Linked DNA regions of Arachis hypogaea: region 2 is linked to region 1. A link is a contact called in public Hi-C data. All regions are on one chromosome and are shown on one strand. The core of a region is the stretch at or near the end of the contact, and the rest is flanking DNA. Distances in the headings are between cores, read along the strand shown.

What was found. Hi-C and Micro-C count contacts between places; a contact is called where the count stands out from the background.
Region 2: a contact with region 1 is called in a Hi-C map of leaf, with 2.9 times the contacts expected there. The contact joins the enhancer-like site here to the promoter of LOC140183025 in region 1. A contact is called at or near these places in 4 of 8 Hi-C or Micro-C datasets (leaf and an unstated tissue).

What each region holds. Positions count from the first base shown.
Region 1 is chr20:31,929,775-31,935,009 of arahy.Tifrunner.gnm2.J5K5, forward strand. It overlaps LOC140183025, which reads right to left and starts at 3,981. Exons shown (of 3, transcript XM_072231024.1): 1 at 3,846-3,981; 2 at 3,257-3,588; 3 at 2,417-2,431. The coding sequence starts at 3,981. The coding sequence ends at 2,417.
Region 2 is chr20:32,404,333-32,409,485 of arahy.Tifrunner.gnm2.J5K5, forward strand. No RefSeq gene overlaps it. Among protein-coding and RNA genes, the nearest start is that of LOC112784063, 29 kb to the right of the region's middle. Within about 2 kb of position 2,984, at least 1 of the 3 cell types and tissues checked has open chromatin away from gene starts, as enhancers often do.

The DNA.
Region 1 (5,235 bases), core at 2,731-5,230:
TTTTTTCGAATTAACGGAAAAGATGAGTTTTAGTGATACTTTACCTTGTTAATTAGGCTGCAATAAATTTTTGGTTAAAGTGAAATCTGAAACGTTTTGACGCTTGGTTAAGTGGACAGTTATTATTTGAACTACCCACTAACCTAGTGGATTGTAATTATGCTTGATTGCCGTTTTCTTCTTGGGAAAAGTTACAACGCATAATGCAAGTGATTTTCGCTTAAGTGTTGACAATGACTTGTCTTCAAAAGGTTAGTTCTTCTGTTCTACTTGTTCCTATCTTTCTGTTGCTTTTGCCTTTAAAACTGGTTAGGGAAAAAGAAAAGAAAAAAGAGAAAGTAAAAGTGGTTGAAGTAAATAAGGAAAATCCATACCATTGGATGCATGTGGATGTAAAGATTCGTGCTTTGTCTTATTCTGACGCCGAGTCACTTCGTGAGCTCTAAGCTCTGAAGCTTGTAAAAGATGGTTCTGGGGTTAGTATCGAGCTTCTCCTTTGTACTAGCGAGGAGAGAGTTTGTGAAAGACGGGGGGAGTGAGAGTATTTCTATATATACATCCTTTGTTTTACTGAGCTGTTCGTGAGATTCCCTTTCTCAAATTTTGAGTGTAAGGTTTTAACTCTACTTAACTGTGCTCCTTCACAGTTACACCCTAATTCGTGGGCGTTTCTGTGAGCATTTGAATGTCTGATGGAGTTTTCTGCCTCTTTAAATATTTTCTTCTCCTTGTTTCAATCGAAGAGGGTGCGAAAGGGTTTGTGGGTATTTTTGAGTAGCTTTCCTGGATGCTCTATCTTTTTTTTATATAAATCTTCCTTTAAGAACTTCAAGTCCATGTTTGTAAAGGTTCAGTCTTTAGAGACTGAATATCCTTTTTATTTAGATAGTGAGTTGATAGAAAAATATCCTCTGTATTGGTGTCCGGAGCCAATGTAGATTCTTGAGGATGCGGAGAGGAGTGAAAAATATCTATTTTTGGATTTTCTGATAGAAAATTTTGTTGCTGGTGAATGCTTATCTATTCATAAGTTATTGCATTTTGAAAAGGAGAATGATAAAGAGGGATTAAAAGCTTATATAGGTAATGTACGCCTATATGTTTGGTTTGCTGATTTCTGGTTTTATACTTCATTGTTGTTTTCGTCTGTAGGTGGATGAGTACCTCATCTGAATACCTCTAGGTTGCACTCCTTTTTACATAAGAAAAAAGTAAAGGGCGGCAGTGTTTCTAGAGTGGTGAAGGAGGCTGGTGGGGATGCTGCACATTCTACTGCCAAACCTACTGCGTCGTTGAAGAGGAAAAGAGATGAGTCAGATAAGTCTTTGGAGGTTATATCTGAGGGAGATAAGGGTGTTGCAGGGTGTGATAGGTCGGTGTTTGAGAGACAGAAGAAACTTCATGGTTTTATCGAGGGGGTGAATCCACAGTCTCTCTGGAGCGACCAATTTCCAATTGGCGAGCTTGCTGATAAGGTTTTCCATTATCCTGGGGATATACGGCTGACTCGCCGAACTAGTGTGGAAGGGATGGGGAAGTTCATCCAGGTTAGTGACATTTTTGCTTCATTAATTTAGCTTCTGTATATTCATTTTTCATTTGTTAACTTTGTTTTGTAGATTGTGGCTTCACGCTTATTATGTGTTGGCCGAGCAACCGAGTTGTTGGGAGGGGAGCAACAGGCCGCTACAGATAAGGTCGTTGGCTTAGAGCAATCTGTGAAGAAGATAGAGGATATTATTGTTGATGTGACTGCAAAGATGAAACGTGGGAAGGAGGAGATTGTGAAGCTTCAGGATCAAATTCGTCTTCTTTAAGCCGAAATTAAGGAAAATGATAAGACGAAGGGCAAGATGACATCTCGTATTCATAAATTGGAAGAAGAAGGCCTGGAAATGTTTGCCACAGGGTTTGACCGTGTTGTTAGTCAGGTCTCTGTGTTTTCACCCAAGTTTGATGTTGTCCAACTTGATGTGACCAAAATTGTGATTGATGGAAAGCTGGTTGAGGATGAGGCAGGTGAGGAACACGATGAAAATGTTCCTCCCCCCTCTTGAAGAATTCAAATATTATAATTTTTAGGATCTTTAGTTTGAAACTAATAATTTGGTAACCGACTTTGGATCGGCTTATTTTGTGAATTGCTAATCCGCCTTATAATGTCGGTTTGACTTAAAAGTAAAATTGACTTGTGAATGCATGTTTGTGAATATTGTTTTCAACTTGCTTTTTTGTTGTTTTGAATGATTGAATAAATACGTCAATGTAGGAAATAGAAAAAGAAGAAATGAATGCATTTTTATTCATATGGAAAGGACCTTTCAGTTTTGAAAGGTGTGGAGTGGTTGGCCTCGTTAAAACCTATCCGAGTAAAACCCTCCTTAGACCATCTCCAGTAAAAAACTTATTCCAGTCCCTATTTATGGCCCAACTGTCATAAAAAGTAACTCCACATCAACTTTTGCGTCATAAACAGTAAATAGGAACTCAAAGTATCTCTCTCTTCTCCATTAGGAGGAACTAACTTTAGCCCTTGTTGTGGTCCTACTTAATTAATTAATTAAAATACTTAAAATTAATGTAATTAATTTTTTCAATAATATTATTTAAATTTATAAATTTAAAAATAATTCACTATTAAAAGATATTAATATTAAATAAATTCATATATAACAATAATACACAATATATAATTCGGGATTACACTAATTTGTAAAATTACTTAATACAAAAAAAAACATAATTAAGCTCTATAGTTGACGACAAGCATTGTGAAATTACCATATGTGTTCAATCAAGTCTTCTTTCAATTGTCTATGCTGCTGCCTATTTCGAAGTTGGGCATTTCTTTGGAGAAATTGATGGTATGGTGCAAAATCTTCTACTCCCAGCCGAGGTTGTGATAAGCCATTTTCGACATCATCATACTCTAAGCCTTGAGCAAAATTTCCTGCATAAGTGTCTCTTTCATCCTCAACAATCATATTATGCAATATAATACAAGCTCTCATTATGTTGGCAAACTTCTTCTTTTCCCAAAAGCGAGATGGACCACGTATAATTGCAAAGCGTGCTTGCAACACTCCGAATGCTCGCTCCACATCTTTTCTTTGCCCTTCTTGGTATTGTGAAATAACTTGCGTTTCTCTCCTTGTGGCTTTGAGATTGATTTGACAAATATGGCCCATTCAGGATAAATACCATCTGCTAAATAGTATCCCATAGTATAATTATTACTATTAATAGTATAATTTACCTCCGAAGCACGGTTATTTAGAATATCATCGAACACTGGAGAACGATCTAACATGTTGATATCATTATTTGAACAAGAAACTCCAAAGAACGCATGCCATATCCAAAGGTCTGAAGATGCTACAACCTCAAGTACTATGGTTGCAACCCCACGATAACCACTCATGTACATACCTTTCCACGCCTTTGGATAATTTTTCCATTGCCAATGCATGCAGTCAATGCTACCCAACATGCTAGGAAAGCCACGACCCTCCGCCATTTGTAGCAGGCGTCGTACATCATTTGGATTTAGTTTTTGCAAGTATTCATCCTCGAACACTGAAATGACACCTTCAACAAATTTTTCCAAGCATTCAATTGTAGTGCTCTTGCCTATGCGCACATAATCATCAACAGCATTAGCTGCTATGCCATATGCTAACATCTGTATCGCAGCGGTACATTTTTGGAGTGGTGACAAGCCTCTTCTTCCAGTTGCATCAACCCTCTGTTGAAAATACGGATAGACGTTTGAGAGAGCGTCTACTATCCGAAAGAACACATGTCTTCTCATTCAAAATCTCCATTGGAAAATGTCAGCATTATACACCAGTTCATCTGCAAAGTAATCTTGGAAAAGGCGATCATGTCCTGCTTCTCAATCTCTGTTGATCCATCTACGAGGAGTTGGGATAGAGCTTCTATTGATATCTTCTTCTTCTGAATCTTCGAGTAAACACTCATCGATCCAATTATCTATGAGTGTGTTATCTTGCCGTCTTCTTTTGTCATACAAAGCCTCATTAAACATATCATCAAAATTTCTAGCCATATGTAGAAATGTAATTTTTAGTTCTCTTTCGAGGTGAGAAACAAGAGTTGAAGTGGAGTTGCAGAGTCATTGATAGTTGATATTTATATGTTTATCTGCAATAAGTACCTACTCCTCAACCGCTAGTTTTACAACGGCTACTTAACGTGTAGTTTTGCAACGGCTAGTTTTGCAACGACTACTTAACGACAAGTTTTTTTTTTCTAAATTTAAAACGGCTAGTTTTGCAACGGTCACTTTCATGAACAATAATGGCACAATAATATTGACTAATTTAAAAAGTTACATCAGAAATAAATAAAACAGACTACATCACATACCAGTAATACGCAATAAAAATAAGAACATACTACATAACTCTACGAATACAAGGAACCATTAAGTAAACCACTTAGCGATTATTTTTTCACATGCAATCTCATGAAGAGCTCGTCGTTTTTCACTCATTGTAGATGTGTTAGCATTAAGTATTTGCATATCGATTTTTTTCCCTTTCCTTAGCCATCCTTTCCATTTCCCTTTCTTTTGCATTTATCTCCATTTCTTTAATATACCTCTGAGTTTGTAATTCTTGTTCTTTCATTGCCGCTTGAATTTGTAACTCCTTCTATTTGATTGCCATAATCTTTGCTCTATATTCCCTCTCCTCTTCTCTTTCTTTTTCCCTATCCATTAGTTCATTTTCTCTAACATTCTTAATATCTTCCATGAGAGATAATTTTTTAACAACCGATGATTTCTTTTCGCTAAAATCTTTAGACATTTGTGCTTTTTTCTTACCTTTTCGCTTGCTCTTCTTTGATCCTTGTGGGCAAACGGGAGAGTCCACACCGGGTTCGTCAGCCAACGGTGTTTCTGGGTTTGATGAGGATGAGTATGCTCTAGTTGTATTAACTTTGGTTCTCTTTGAGCCGCCACTCTGTGTAGGTAGTTGGCTTCTCCATTTTGCTCTAAACGAAGCATGTTCCAATGCCTCTCAAAAGTAAATTTTTTACCATAATTTGTGGAATAAAGTTTATAGGCCAACTCCTTTATATCATCAACGTTCGAACCACTCCTTATGTTTCGACTAGCTTGATCGTAGCAACCAGCAAATTGTGCAGCAGCCTTGTTGATCTTATACCATCGTTTCTTACATGCAACTACCCCCTTGTCATGTCGGAGCA
Region 2 (5,153 bases), core at 1,734-4,233, 470 kb after region 1:
CCTCCGGCCATGGCTCGCATCTCCCCCCTCTACGGATCGTGATTCACGGCGGTGATAGCAGCGCCGTTGGGAGAAGCAGCGGCAACAACAGCGCCGTCCTCCACCCGCGCTTGCGCTCTCGACTCGTGGGTCACCAAGGACAGCGACGACGGTGCGGCCTCAGGGAACGGCGACGCTTCCCATCCGCGAGCCCCCTCTATCCCTCTCCGTCGCATCTCTCTTTAGCTGGCGTCGATGAAGACAACGACACGGTGACGGGCTCGGCAGCGACGCTCCTCGCGGTTCCGGCGACGAGGATGACGGCGTCTCTCTCTCTCCTCTCTTCCTTCTCCCTGCCGCACGCTATTCCCTCTTTCTTGCTTTTGTTCGTTTCTTTCTTTTCAGGAAAATGGGGAAAGGAGACCGTGTGCTATTATTTTGGGGAGCAAGAATTTTGGCTGCTGTTGCTGGGTATGGGGGAGAAAGAAACCGGGTCGGGTAACGGGTCGTTGGGTTAGGGTTTCATTTTCAAAAATTAGGTTTAGGGGCATTTTAGTAATTTCAAATAAAATTGGGAATGATATAATAATTGAAACCCAAATTAAATCCAACACTAATTACATATAGAAAAATACTATTTGCTCATCAATTTCACAAATTATTTTCCATAAAATGCCCAAATCAAAATAATTAGAAATAATATAATTAAACTCTTTATTTGTCAAAGTAGCAGTATTAATATTTAAAATATTACTTATCTAATCCAAATCATATAAAATCCTTATTATTTCATAACTATCAACTTTATAATTTAAATATAGAAAATAATCCAATAATTATAAAATTGGATAATAATCATAACTCATCTCAAATTCAATAAATCACAACTTGCCTTAATTATCCTTAAGAAAGTAATCTCTAAAATTAAGGCTATAAATAACTATATGATTTGAGACTTGATCATAATAAGACTTTTCAAAGTTCTGGGTCTTACAGTTTGTCTTGGTTAAGCTTCAACCGTATAAACAACACTCGGTGCAGCTGAGAAAAAATAAAAAATTGAGCCTAAAATATTTTGGACCATTTTAGTTCTCCAAAAGGATTGGCAAGGTTGCTTGTAAAGTGAAACTACCATCAGAATCTAAGATACACCTAGTTTTTCATGTTTTAATGTTGAAAAAATTTCAAGAAGACCCTTCAACCTAATACATTCCCTTACCAATTCTCTCCACAACACAAGAGTCGTTACTGCAGCCAATTGCTATATTGGATAAGAAAATTATTGGAAATGGTTCAAATGAGGTTATACAATTACTAATTTAATGGGAAGACATGTCTAAATCTAAAGTCACATGGGAGAACTATGATTGGCTGATAACTTACTATCCTCAACTCAACCTTGAGGACAAGGTTGTTTTCAAAGAAGAGAGTAATGTGGTGATACCAAGGACTATTAGAGTCATTTTGCACATGAACATAAGTGAAGGAAAAGAGAAATGGCTGAAAATTCACTACATGGCAAAAAGTGATGAAAATGAGAAGAGTGAAAAATGTTATAGATAAAAAAGGGTCAATTCTCAATTGAGAGTAGGGCTGGAAATAGGTAGGGTAGGGTAGGGTTTGGACATTACCCTAACCCTACCCGCGGGTTGAAAATTTCATTAAAATTCTGCCCTACCCTACCCGCGAGTTGAGAATCTCTCAACCATAACCCTAACCGCACTCTAAAGTTCTAAACATTATCCTACCCACAGAAATATCAATTTTTTTCAAAACAAATATAAAACTCAATCATTCCAAATTTCATACATATTAATAAAATAAAAAATAAAAAACTAATGATCCAAATTACTAAATTAACTAACTAATTTAGTGGTTGCTCACTTATTGCAAGTCATTGCATGAGAGAGGTTGTGGATTCAACTCTCACCTCCCTCACTATATACCTAATTTTTATAAAATAGGTGTTATATATAGGGTGCGGGTAAGGTAGGGTACATCCTAAATCCGTACCCTACCCTACCCGGCATACCCAGATCGATCTCTACCCTACCCGCAGCGAGTCGGATAGCCTACCCTATCCGAACGGGTTGGTCTGGATTGAATACCCACAGATAGAATATGTATTGTCAGCCTTAATTGAGAGATTATGTAATTAAAAGGTATAAGATAAAAAAAGACGTATATTAACACTATGCTTATGCTTAGTATGGCTCTTAATTCCTAATTTTAGAATCTTTTTTCTTCTTCTGTTATAGCAATAACACTAATTTTTTTGTCAATTTCAGGTGTAACTTGAAAGTTTATGATACTTTTAGTTTTTACCTTTTTTTTTTTCTTTTTATTTTGTCATAAACTCTTTGACCGTATCTATCTTTTTATTTGTAAATATTATTTGGATCTATTTATTTTTGTTGGTAGTTTTTTTTTTAGTATTTACCAAGTATATGTTAAAATATTCGTTTGTCAGATTTCATTCTTGTGAGTTAATACTATTTAAAAAAATTTTATAATTATTCTACGAGTAACTACTACAGTTAATAGTCTAGATAAATGGGATTTATATTTATTTTAAACCGAGTCTTACCAAATCCAAAAATAAAAAAGTTTATAACGTATGTGTATAGTATATATAATAATATAGTATAAAATACGAGTTGACACAATAGATTGTGCAGTGGGTGGGGGGATTGGCCACTTAATTACCATAAGTCGGTGGATTCATGAACCAGACTATTCAACGACGTGTGTTGATGTTCCTAACTTAGTAATTCAGAAAACTTGGTTTAAATTAAAACACAAATTACAACCCACCATATGCTGGGAGATTTTATTATTGGACGTACACTCATCTCATCGAAGGCTTTCATCTTACATAAAAAACAATAGTTTATTAATGTTGAATTTTTCCAAATAATAATAGTAGGGCCAGTATTGTCAACCCTCTATTAATTAATGTAAAATAATTCGTCATCATGTATTAAAGGAATAAAAAGACAATACAACAGATGCACATACACATACTAATATTCAACCACTAAAATTTAAGCACGTGATTGATTGAAACCTATGTGCAGATATAATTTTTTAAATAAATTTTCAAATTAGGTCTAAAAAAATCTAAATAAAATATTTTAATTTATAATAAATCATATTTTCTAAATTTTTTCAAAAATACTCTTGTAAAAAGTTTTTTGTTGTTTTGAATAGAAGTTAATTTATTTTATAAATTTATTTTTGAAATCTAATTATCTTATAAAAAATATGTTAACGATTTATTTCTTAAATAGACATATTAAAAACTTGATTAAGAATGATAGAGAGAATAATTTATCATATTTGAAATGAAAATTTTTCAAATTTTTTATAATAATAAAAAATTAAAATATTTTATCTAAAATTTATTAAAATCAATTTAAATATTTACCTTTTTTATTTTATTTTGATGGCTATTGACTATGAGGATTTTGTCTACTAGTGAAATTTCTCTATCCACGAACCTAGTATAGAATAATACAAATGCTTAGTGTTTTGATGATGATCAAGTCATAATTAAGTGTCCATTATAATTAAAAAAATATAAAAATTATTAAAATTTATTGTTTTTAATTATAATTTTTAGTTATTAATTTAATTAATAGTTGAAATTTAAGTGCAGTCAATTTCACATGAAGTAGATAACTAAAAGCTGTTAGATTAAAATTTAATCAAATCAGTCAAATCATTTAACGATTCTTACTCACGTGAAGTTTACTACAACTGAGTTTTCACCCATTCAAATTCAGTTTAGTTTGAAATTAAGCATTTGGCAAACACGTAGTGGTAGGTAGTTTTAACATCAACATCTTAGTATATAAAAATAAAATTCGTGTGTCAAAATCATAGTGGTAACCTTTCATTGTCTTTATAATATTAATTAAAATAAAACAATTCTCTACATGTCTATTTTTGTTTGTTCCCTGTACAATTTGTCCAACTTGTGACTTGGGTTTTGGATAGATTCTTTACTAGTAGTAGTTCTAGATGGGAGAAAAGATTAGTGGATAATTAATTGTATGGGATGATCACGGATTAAGAGAGAAGACCTTGATTGTCTTTTGAGTCCTGAGTTGAGTCATTCAATTTCCTTTGTAATGATTCTACTATTCTATCGATAAGGCTAGAAGAAAGCAAGAATTCAGAACAGAGAAGAATAATCTACCGTAAAGAAAAAATTGAATTAATGTGAATGAAAAGTACAATTGTTATATATATTGGACTCAGCAACTATTTATATATATAGTGCCTTAGTCTCAGTTAGAAAATCCATACAGTCTCATGTCATCACTCTTGTGCAGAATCAAACCATGGTGCTTAGTGCCTTGCAAGTATCTAAGAACTCTCTTTGCTGTCTTTTAATCTGGCAGTAGGAACTATGCATAAATTGACTAATTTTATTCACTATAAAGGATAGATTTGGTCATGTAATTAGGGCTGTTAAAATGGATTAAACTTATCGGACCAGCCTATTTACTCATTTAAAAGGGCGGACTTTGCCTCTAAAATTAAGCTCGTTTAAATTTCGGGCTAAACGGGCTGAACCCGATTAATCCAAAAAAAAAATAGCGGGTTAAAGGGGCTAGTTTGCGGGCTAAATGGGTGATCCGTTTATTTTTTTTTTAAATAGCACTTTTAGCCGAAATTTCTCCCGATCCGATCCGAAAATTTGATCCATCAACTAAAAAAATATTATTTTTTAAAGATTTTTTACCTAAAAGTAGTATTTTTTGTCAAAATATTTTTCAAAAAATAAAATAAAAGAATGAATGGGCTGGCCCATTTAACCCATCGGACTTATCATAAACGATCCGGGCTAAAAAATTATGGCCCGCGAATAAAACGGACTTAAACAGGCCAACCCTTTTAACTCGCGGGATTAATGGGCCGAGTCTAAATGAATTAGACTAGCCCGTTTGACAGCCCTACGTGTAATCAGTAAGTATTATAAAGATCCAACAACAGTTCTAAACAGCTTGGGATCTTCAAATTTTTCAGAAACTGTGGATAGTAATTGAAGAGAAGAAGATACCATAGGAGTAAGTATAGCATTAGCTTGTCTCATTCCTAGTTTGGACAATAAATCTGTAACATATTTCTTTTGTGAAAGATGAATTTATCCTTGTTCAGTTTTAGTA